Linked DNA regions of Gossypium arboreum: region 1 is linked to region 2. A link is a contact called in public Hi-C data. All regions are on one chromosome and are shown on one strand. Each heading gives the region's core, a stretch centred on a gene start, on an enhancer-like site or on the middle of the called end of the contact. The rest is flanking DNA. Distances are from core to core; before and after follow the strand shown. Region 1 holds the start of LOC108452125 (ubiquitin C-terminal hydrolase 22-like). Region 2 overlaps LOC108470210.

Region 1 (5,291 bases), core at 1,630-4,129, 850 kb after region 2:
CCAGGCAGAATATTAAACTCAAAAACATGAAAAGAGCAGCAGCATACCATAACAGAACCCAAGGAATAATCAACATTTAGTCATTACTAATACTACCAGAAAATAGCAAGTAATGGAGCAAGAGGTAGAGAAAATATGGTTTAAGTTCGGACAACCTTGCATGCAACTAGCCCGAACTTCAAGTTCAAAGGACTTCAAGATATCTTTGTAAAACTAAAAGACACTCCCTCTCCTCTTTTGGGACCAGGATCAATCTTGTTAGAGGATGGGATCCTATACATGACAAAGGGGAAGTAATGTGAGAATTGAGTGAGGTGAGAAACTCCTAAGATGAAACCAAGTAGGCTAAGGAAGGTTGACTTACAGAAGTAAAGCAGTTGACATCATCAAGCCTGCAGTCCTAAATCTGAGAGCACTTGCCAACTCCTAGGGCAAGAAAGACGAGACCTAAACCTCATGCCCTGCAGTTAATATCAGGGTTACTTCTTAATCTTGAGAAAAATCTCCGTTGATGTTGATTTAAAAAAAAATATATACTAAGTAAAGAGGAACAAACTAACATTAGCTGACATGACTGCATTAACGTAGCAGCAAGTTTTTCACTGCATGATTTCTGCATTTCAACTAACTACATTCTCCAGGAATTTATTCTATGCAGATTCACATATGCCTCCTGGTAACTATGATTTGGCCAATTAAGCACAACAGCACCACACAACCCCATCCTAAGCACAAACCATACTGAAGATTCCTAACCAAATTTACCAATCCTAATTGTAATCCCAAGTTGACCAATGCAGAGTTGCAGACAAATAATCCTAACTGTAATTCCAAGTTGACCAATGCAGAGTTGCAGACAATTTTTTTTTTTCCAGAATGCCAAACTAAAATGAACAACCCAGTGAAGTCTTAGGAATTACAGACAACATGGCCTGGTAGAAGTCAACAGGGTACCGCATTGATTAAAGTTAGACTAAAGACGATTACCTTAGTAACTTGACGTGCTACACTTCAAAACATTCACATTTTTTTATCAATGCAAAAGATAAATATCCTTCCGGAACAAACACCTTTCGGAGAAACTAACAAGCATGCAAATAGCACATAAATTACTAATAACTGAACAAATGTTAGCCAATAATTACAAAGTCGTGAAGAGCTTAAGAAGATCCGGACCCAAAATCAAACTCCTTATTTTTAAGAGTTGCTTCAATTAATGGATTACGTTATATAAACAATACACTCAAACTCCACCTATGAACAATCCTAGCATAAGCATTCATATCGCATTCTAGAAATGCAACTTAAAGTCACTACCACAACCTTACAACAGTAAGAAAGGTAGTCACCTGGACTTTGGGACTTCCTTTTATCCTTCTCCACCTTTTCATGAATTCCCTCAAGCATGGAAATGAAAAATTCATGGGCATCCTGCTGCTCATAACTAGCCAAATTTGCCGCATGTTGCCACCAACTACAAAAACCTTAACATTAATCCCACTTCTTTTACCACAAAACAAATACTAGCAACCCACACAATACCAATATAGTGATAAAAAATACAAAAAAAAGGAAGAAAAAAAGGCTTTTATTACTCTCAGATTTTATTTTATTAAAAAATGATTTTGACGAAACTAACCTGTACAAGAACTTAGCTGGACTATAAGGAGTCCGATCCCCCGAGAAAACAGCCGAGAATATCGCGTCCATGTCACAAGCCAAACACAATCTTGAATTTTTAGTGCCATTAATAGCACCATTTTTTTGCTGACAATAATATCTATTATGTCGATCGCCTAAGAAATAGTTTCGCAAAGGCGGCGTATGGAGCAACGCTTGTAATATTGAATTCATAAAGCAGGTATTCCCCAAATTATTCAATCCACGTAATCCCCAAGGTTGTTGTGTTGACGAAACCAATGAGGCATTCGTCGCGTCCAGAAGAGGGATCGACTGATTTCCCCTGGAGATGTGTTCTCCTGAATCTGGCTCCCACGGACGATAATCTACTCGACGGCGCTTTCGTAGATTCTCCGGTTGAGATCCAGCAACGCTGCACTGCATTGCGGTGGATCCGGAAGTGGAGGTGGTTGCGGTGGCGTTGACAGTCTGAGCGAGGACGACGGCAGCGTCGAAGTCGCGATCGTATACCTGGTCACCGCACGCACAGCAAAATAGCTCAGCTCTGTCGACGTCTACAGCGATCTCATGACCAGGGATGGAAAGCGCGTGATCAGACGCGTGGGAGTGAAGAAGAGGCGCGTGACAGAACACTGCGGCACATGCGACGCACGCGTAGAGTCTCGAACGGGAAGATTCCTCGCACGTGCCGCATCGTGGGACCTCAGAAGGTTCCCTCCTTATGGCGGCGCGACCGCCGGGCGGCTTGACGCGGATACAATCATGTAGGGCGCGAAAGGGCTTGGGGCCGTTGCGGAAACGGAAGTCGAGGAGGTGAGGACACGGCTGAGGCGAAACGTGGCCGTTGATCTTGGAAGACATGGTGGTGGCGGGGTGGTGAAAGTCGCGTTGGGAATAGAAACCCTAGATATGAAGGACATAAGGGTCATGGATCTGGATCAGGGAAGGGGAAGATCAACGGCTGAGATTGTTCGATTGATAGTCAAGGAGCATTGAGTTTGATGAGAAGATGTTGGGAGTATGTATCAGATCTTGTCCATGCTCATGCATTGATCGGATTTCATATGTATCTTTTTAGAAATAAAATGTAATTTTTGTCTTTCTTTTTTTATGTATATATATTTTTTATGCATTCTTCCAAGAATGAATGAAATAGAAAATAGAAAAGCTATTGAATACTTGCTGAAGAAGGAAACATTCATTTTGGTGTTTTTATTTTTTTATAATAAATTATGCCTTTCTTTTCAATAGTAGTAATTTCCTTTGTTTTCTTCTTTTCTTTGTCCTTTTTCCGACATAATAAATATGATAATTTGTGTATTATCTTATATTATAAAGCATCTTATTTTTGGTACAATTTACAGTATTTTATATTTGTAAAAATATTGATATATTAGTAATTTTATTATATACATAATTTAAAATATTCATGTCTGTGTTAAAATAATGTAATTTTCATACTGGATTATGTTTTGTTTTTTACATGCTGCGTTTAGTGTTCATATCTATTTTCGTATCAATTTATATATAAAATGAGAGATTAATTGAAGTAAGGTGATAAATTAAATGGACCAATTTGAATATTATACTCTTAACAATTTCGGACCCTATATTTAATTTAAGCTAATATTATCCTTTTGATCAACGATATTTGGGTTTTTTTTTTCTTTCATGTGAAGTAAACTAAAAGGTAGGATTTGGTTTTAAGCAGATAAAGGGGGCATCATTTTCCTCATAGGCACTTGTATCTCAAGGCAGGGAAGAGGGTCATCATATCTACAATGCAATGACGCATCTTTGTAAGAAATTTTAATATCCATATTTTACATTAACAATTCATATAATTTGAAACATTTATGTATTCATTTTATAAGTTGACACTTAACAAAAATTGAAATCGATCCTTTCCTATGATATAAATATTCGACTGAAAATAAGAATGCTAACCTGGGTTAAATTCGGTGGCTAATATGTAGTTAATAAACTACTAATCCTTATCCTGGAAATCACATGGCCTCCAATCATTTCGGCAGTCATGCGAGGACCCCCATTTCTCCTTTTATAATTATAATGATATAGTCCCAGAGACTATTCATGAACCCACCAACCAAAGCTCAATAATTTGGTTGTCTGGTAACTAAACCACCACTGCCCGTTATCATCGAAATCCAATAATACCAACATAAATATTTGTAACACAAATTTATATGTATAAAAATATAATACTTTAAATATTAACTATGAGACATACTGGAATTGACAAGTCCACCCAACCACCTTGTATAGACATTTTAGTTTCACCTTGACCAAAGGGTTAAAGATCAAACCTGTTACTGTTAGTCTTTTCATCATATCATCCACTGGTTGACATAAAAGACAGTCTCAGTTTAGCAATGTAAGCAGAGAGCACAACCAAGATCATAAACATCAATCATGGCAGCTTCTTTTCCAACTATAACAAAAGGAACGTCGATAATCATTGGCTTTAAATGGGTTTAGCAATGCTTGCTCAGCTTCTAGGCTGGCAATTAAGGAAAGGCAACTAATATTTCATGTAAATGAAGCTTTGGGTGCATCAAATTTAGAAATAAAGAGCCACCAGCAAGAATGGAACTTGTTAGGAACATGTACCTGGAACTTCTAACATCATGGACATGAAAGGAAATTCTTACAGCTAATGGCAGCTCCAAGACCTGTCAAATGTTTTCTAATATGATCTGATACAGTGTTTGTATTGCACAAGATAACAGAAACAAGCATTTACACTATTGCCAATGCAGAGCAAAAGCAAGAACCATATAATTCATTGCAACATATAGACAGACTACCTTTGAGTACTAGGCTTTCAAAATGTCAATAATAGGTAATGACCTGAGGCATCAGGATGCCATGTTACTCAGGCTCAGGTGAGCTTTTCCACATATTTGGAGAGTCCTTAAGTTAGGTTGTGTGCTTATAAGCTACATGTCCAAGTAAACAATTCAGATGTTAACTCATAACCAAGTTTAATATCAGAGGCAGAAAGCATTGTAAGAAGCTTAAAATGATCCTTTTCTGCTCCCTTGTCTCATGAAGCATTCAAGATGACAAACACATGAATTTCCATCAAAAGGAAGTGATGAAATGTACATGTTAATTGTTTTACAGGCATTTCAAAACATATAATCTTTGGTAGGCTTTTACATTCTACTTTTGATTCAATATACAACGTTTTTCATTTCATGGAATAATTATATTCATAAATTTTCTTTTCGCAAAAGCTAACCACCATTTATTTGGAGTTCCATTGGGCCTATAGGCAACACTCAACAATCTCCCACTCGTTTCTTCTCTGATTTGCTTCAGATAACTCCTGAGTAGTTCTGCATTTAAGAAAGAAACGAATTATATGGTAGCAAGTTATCAAAACTTTGGTACTTGAAGTGGTTAATGTAACATCAGAAAGGATCAAGAATTTGCTGTAGCAGACAGAAATGAAAAGTTTTACAAAAATATTCCAAGCATTGCAAACCTCCTCCAACACTTGCAGCATACTGATAGAGAAAGCAATATCCAAAAAAACAACAGACAACATTTTCATGTTGACCAAAAGTGAGGACTTTTAAACTACTTGATCCTTCAAGTTAAGATGAGCATAAGCCATAAAGTCA
Region 2 (4,909 bases), core at 482-2,981:
GATCCGCAACACATGCCGGATAACTCGGCCATCGGCTAATGACATGTCATTTGTATCCTATTTATTCCTAAGGTTCAACCGGGATTTAAAAATTGCCAAATCTTCGTCGAACATTTTTGTAAAGTCGTAATCACAATTAATGCATTTATAAAGCATTTAAAACACAATTATATTAATGCTTATTAACATACGAACTTACCTCGAATTTATACAGAGAGAAACGAGCTATCAATCCAATATTTTATTTTCCCCCAATCTAATTCTGAACTTCGCTTTTCTTGATCTATATATAATCAAATTTAACTTATTTAATTATCATTCTATTCAATTTAATCCAAATTTCATATTATGGCAATTTTACACTTTTCCCCTAAACTTTAGACTTCTTTACAATTTAGTCCCTAGCTCATAAAAATGAAAATTCATGCAATTAAGTCCATACCCATGCTAGCTGAATTTCACCTATACTCATAGCAGCTCATATTTTTCATTATTTCACAAATTTACCACACAATTTATCAGATTTCTCAATTAAATCCCTATTAAAATTTTTATCAAAAAATCACTTAACAAATGTTGTTTATCTAACAACAACCATCTATTTTCTAACATCACATATCAAAATACACACATATTCATCAATGTTAAAACCCTAGACCTTTAGTAGTTTTGCAAATTAGTCCCAAGTCTAGCTAGATTAAGCTACAACGATCTCAAAAACATAAAAATCTTTAAAAACGGGACAAAAATCGTACCTATTTGGACTATAATGCCTTGGCCGAATGAAGAACTCTAAAATGGCTTCTTTCTCTTCAATAATTCGGTGAAGAAGATGGATTAAGAGATGATACATTTTGTTTTCTTTATTTTACTTAGTTTAGTTTATTAAATTACACTTTTAACCTTGATTATAAATCATTAAAGTCACTTAATACATGTCCAATAATGTCCACTAACTTTATAAATGGGCTAATTATCAATTAAGGACCTCCACTTTAAAGTTCTATAGCTATTAGACACCTTTAGCTATTAGAACACAACTTTTACGCTTTACGCAATTTAGTCTTTTTATCAAATTGAGCATTCAAACAATAAAATTTCTTAACGAAATTTTCACACAATCATACTATCATGCTTTAGACCTCAAAATAATAATAAAATAAATATTTCGATCTCAAATTTGTGATCCCGAAACTATTGTTCTAATTCGACTAAAAATGAACTGTTACTATAATGCCACTAATTGATTAGACTCGTTAGAAACAAATTTCATAACCACGTGGAACGATCTTACAGGAAATTTTCTTCACAAATTCTTTTCAATAAGCCAAACTATCTAGCTCAGATACGATATCGTAAATTTCAAGTGAAAAAAAAATAATAATATGATAAATTTTAACTTTTTTTATATTTATTAAAAAATAAAATAAGTGTATAGTGGACCATTAATAACGTGGGTCCAGTTTAAGTTCATTTGAGTTCGACTTATTCTTCTTGTTTCTGTACCATGTTAGTGCTACTAAATTGATGCTGTTGGGTGGACTCCACACAAGTGTTTTTTTTTTTAATCATTTACGAATTTCTGATCCGCCAGATTAAATCTTTTGGACCTACAAGATTTTGCTTGTTCTTGGCAGAGATGTGAAAAAAATATATATATTTGCTCCATATAAAATTTTTAAATGAGTTTTCAAAGATAGTAGTACTAAATTCATAGTATATCTTTAAATGGGTTTTCAAATATAGTCTGTATATTCTACAATATTAAAACAAATTTTGATTTATCGTTATTATTTTAGTTCGTTTTATTGATACAAAAGGTAACGATGGAGGAGGTTAAAGCTAATTCTGCTCGTAATTGTTAGTGAGGTTTGAAGAGATAGAGGATAATTTAGTATTCTCTTAAAAAGTTTTTTTAATATTTATTTTAATATTATAAAGTAAAATATGTATTTAAACAATATTTAAATTCGTTAGTATTATAGTATTTTAATATAAATATAAAAAAATTTATTTTAACTCATTATTAATACTTTGATATATAAAATATAAATTTTAAATATTTTAAGTAATCAGTATTAGTATTTAGTAAAATGTATTTGAATATATATTTTATATTTTAAATATTAAAATATAACCATTACAAAATTAAATATATAATGTTTATATTTGAAATAAATTTCAATAGAAAAATAATTATATTCTCAATATAAATATTATATAAAATACATTGAATTATAAATAAGGGTTAAAATATCATTTGACACAAAATGCTTTTCCTAAACACAAAAGCTAAAAAAAAAGCCTTTGCATTTAGGTTCGAAAGCACTTTTAATGTCAAAAAACACCTGTTTAGCATTTTCTTACGACTCCAAAAATACTTTTAATCCTAAGATTATTTTCCAAAATTAACAAGAGACAAAACCATTAGAGGAATGAAGAGTTTTGTAAAACAAAAAGATTTGAAATGGATCCTTTTGAGACAAGTGTTGTGATAAAGTCATGGTTTACTTTTATCTAAAGATGATTAGAAATGACTTGACTCAACTCTTTTAAAGCAAGTCATAAAGTAATGAAAACCTTCATTGAATGTAATGAAAGTTACTTCTGAATTGACCTTAACATCACCCTGTGACAATCCGCATACTTAATCAGGTGAGCCTTCGTTGGAGGTGAGCCCTCCTAACAAGGTAGTTAAGTATAACAAGTTTAAATTGGATTAATATATATTTTTCCCCTTGCACTTGTTGTACTTAGTTGGTACTTCAACTTGTATTATGTCACTCAGTTTGATACTTTCGTACTAACATTATTAGTTTATAGCAGCATGGCACTAGTAGCCAATTCGACACGTGATAGCCTTTTAGTATGCCATATGACAAACATAAATAAAAAATTAAAAACTTTAAAAATATATAAATTAATAAAAATTTCACATCAAGAAAGAACATAGATAAATAGTTGTCCAAATATTTTATAAAAAATTAAAATATATAAAATAACTTATAAATACATTTGAATCGGACAATTACCAATTTGTCCAGGTTCATGCTTGATGTGAAAAATATTGTTCCTTTGCTATTAATTTATGTACTTTTTAAGATTTTTTATTTTTATTTATGTTTGTTGTGTGATATACTAAGAAATCAATCACGTTATATTATCTGATAGACCATTAAGGCTACATCAGCACAAACTAATAATGTTAGTACAAAGATGCTAAACTAGTTGATAGATATAAATTTAAATATCAACTAGCTGAAAAAATAAGAATCATACAAATCGCAATATTAACACTTCGAATTCTATATGCATGCTACTATAAATAAAAATAACATAGATTATATATGTTACACTTTAATAAATTTAATAACAATAATAAAACTGAATGTAGTCCACAAATTTTAAGAAATGCAGAGTGGAGACTGAATGATCGGGTGTGACTTCAAACCGAAATAAACGACAAATCTCTATGCATTTTTGTACCGAATGAGCTAGCATTACCAACCCTTGCCGACGATAATATTCCTGATTCGATCTTCCAGCATATATAGATATGGTAGTTGAGCTTAATGGCAACCCTTTTTCCATGCAAATTGTTTCACACAGAGAAAGAATTCCAAGTATTAGGGATGGGAAAATAAACAAGGGTATTAATAATAGGGGTTGGAAAGCTATCTCTGACATTCTACCACACGAAGTCCTAGCAACTTAAAAGTGGAAGAAACCATTAGTTCTGAATTTGGCAGGCAGTCCTCAGATGCCAGAAAACAGATGTTGAGTTGACCAAATATAACATTTACAAAGATCAGTCAAGATTTTGGGCGGGGAGAAGAATACAAAAAACTAACATAAAAATAATGTGCTTATTTCTAGCTTTTAATTTCCAACTGAATTATTCATATAATACTTTATAGTAAAAATTAAGAACATTGATTTAAAACAAGCTAATATTACAATTGCTACACCAGGGGACTCAAATGCCTCTTACTCCTAAGTATGTGTGTTTCAAAATTGGTAGAGATCATCAAAAGAAGTAAACACCTTTAAGATCTCTTGACAACAACAGTTGCAAAGAATGGATGATGGCTGAACTCAAATGACACCTTAAGTGAAGGGTCAAGAGCTCCTAACCGACAAATGACATTTTGAGCAACACTGTTGTGTTCTGCTACCTGCTCTAATTTTCGGAGTTCAGCTAACCTCTCTGGATCGTTGGAGAAGCTACTCTTCACCTCCTTTGCGATCCTCTGAGCATCCTTGAAGTAATTATACATAGCTAGCGTCTGGATCAAAATGTAAATGTGAAATCTAATGCATTAGGGAAAAAAAAAATTAAAACAAAGATAAAATGAGAACCCCCTGAGTGGCATTCAATTAAGGCAAAGATCTTATTTAAAACTCACAGAAAAGCGAGCATGAGTTGTTGATTCTTTGTATGACAGGTACGAAACATGATCAGGAATGCAGGCTCTTTGTAAAAGCTCAAAATGCTGAACAAATTTCTGGATAGAAGTAAACAAGGGTGAGAACATACCATGATGCAGTTAAAGCTAAGAGCATGCTCAAGGTAATACAGCTAAACTCTAATTCAAATGCTTGTTGTCAAATAAATGGCTTACTCAATTCATCCATCGAAAATAAAACAGAAATATCACGTAATGGCACAGTAGCTACAACTTATTATTTTTTTACTATGCATGGCAGTATGTGTTCGTGTAAGTAAATATGGAGTTTTATGCTTCACCTCGTGCTCAGTATTAAAAGGGCTTGGACCGTGGAAGACTGGGATTTCATTCCTCAAAGCAGCAAGCATCTGGAAAGATACTGAACAGATTAATAGAGAACATGAGTTGACAATATTGAAGCAAAATATTGATATGAGATGAGCATCATCTGCTGTTTATAT

Evidence for each region. A called contact is a pair of places that touch in the nucleus more often than the background predicts.
Region 1: a Hi-C map of leaf shows a contact between it and region 2, with 4 times the contacts expected there. The contact joins the promoter of LOC108452125 here to the enhancer-like site in region 2. A contact is called at or near these places in 2 of 5 Hi-C or Micro-C datasets (both in leaf).

The regions. Positions count from the first base shown.
Region 1 is chr8:93,903,694-93,908,984 of ASM2569848v2, forward strand. LOC108452125 (ubiquitin C-terminal hydrolase 22-like) reads right to left here and starts at 2,880. Exons shown (of 3, transcript XM_017749886.2): 1 at 1,640-2,880; 2 at 1,350-1,474. The coding sequence starts at 2,502. It overlaps LOC108452141 (actin-related protein 2/3 complex subunit 3), which reads right to left. Exons shown (of 5, transcript XM_017749898.2): 5 at 4,669-5,003. The coding sequence ends at 4,861.
Region 2 is chr8:93,058,095-93,063,003 of ASM2569848v2, forward strand. LOC108470210 reads right to left here. Exons shown (of 16, transcript XM_017771483.2): 14 at 4,748-4,816; 15 at 4,407-4,505; 16 at 3,867-4,286. The coding sequence ends at 4,047. Among protein-coding and RNA genes, the nearest start is that of LOC108470210, 12 kb to the right of the region's middle. Within about 2 kb of position 1,732, at least 2 of the 2 cell types and tissues checked have an H3K27ac peak or open chromatin away from gene starts, as enhancers often do. A contact at or near this core is called in leaf, where this site is marked.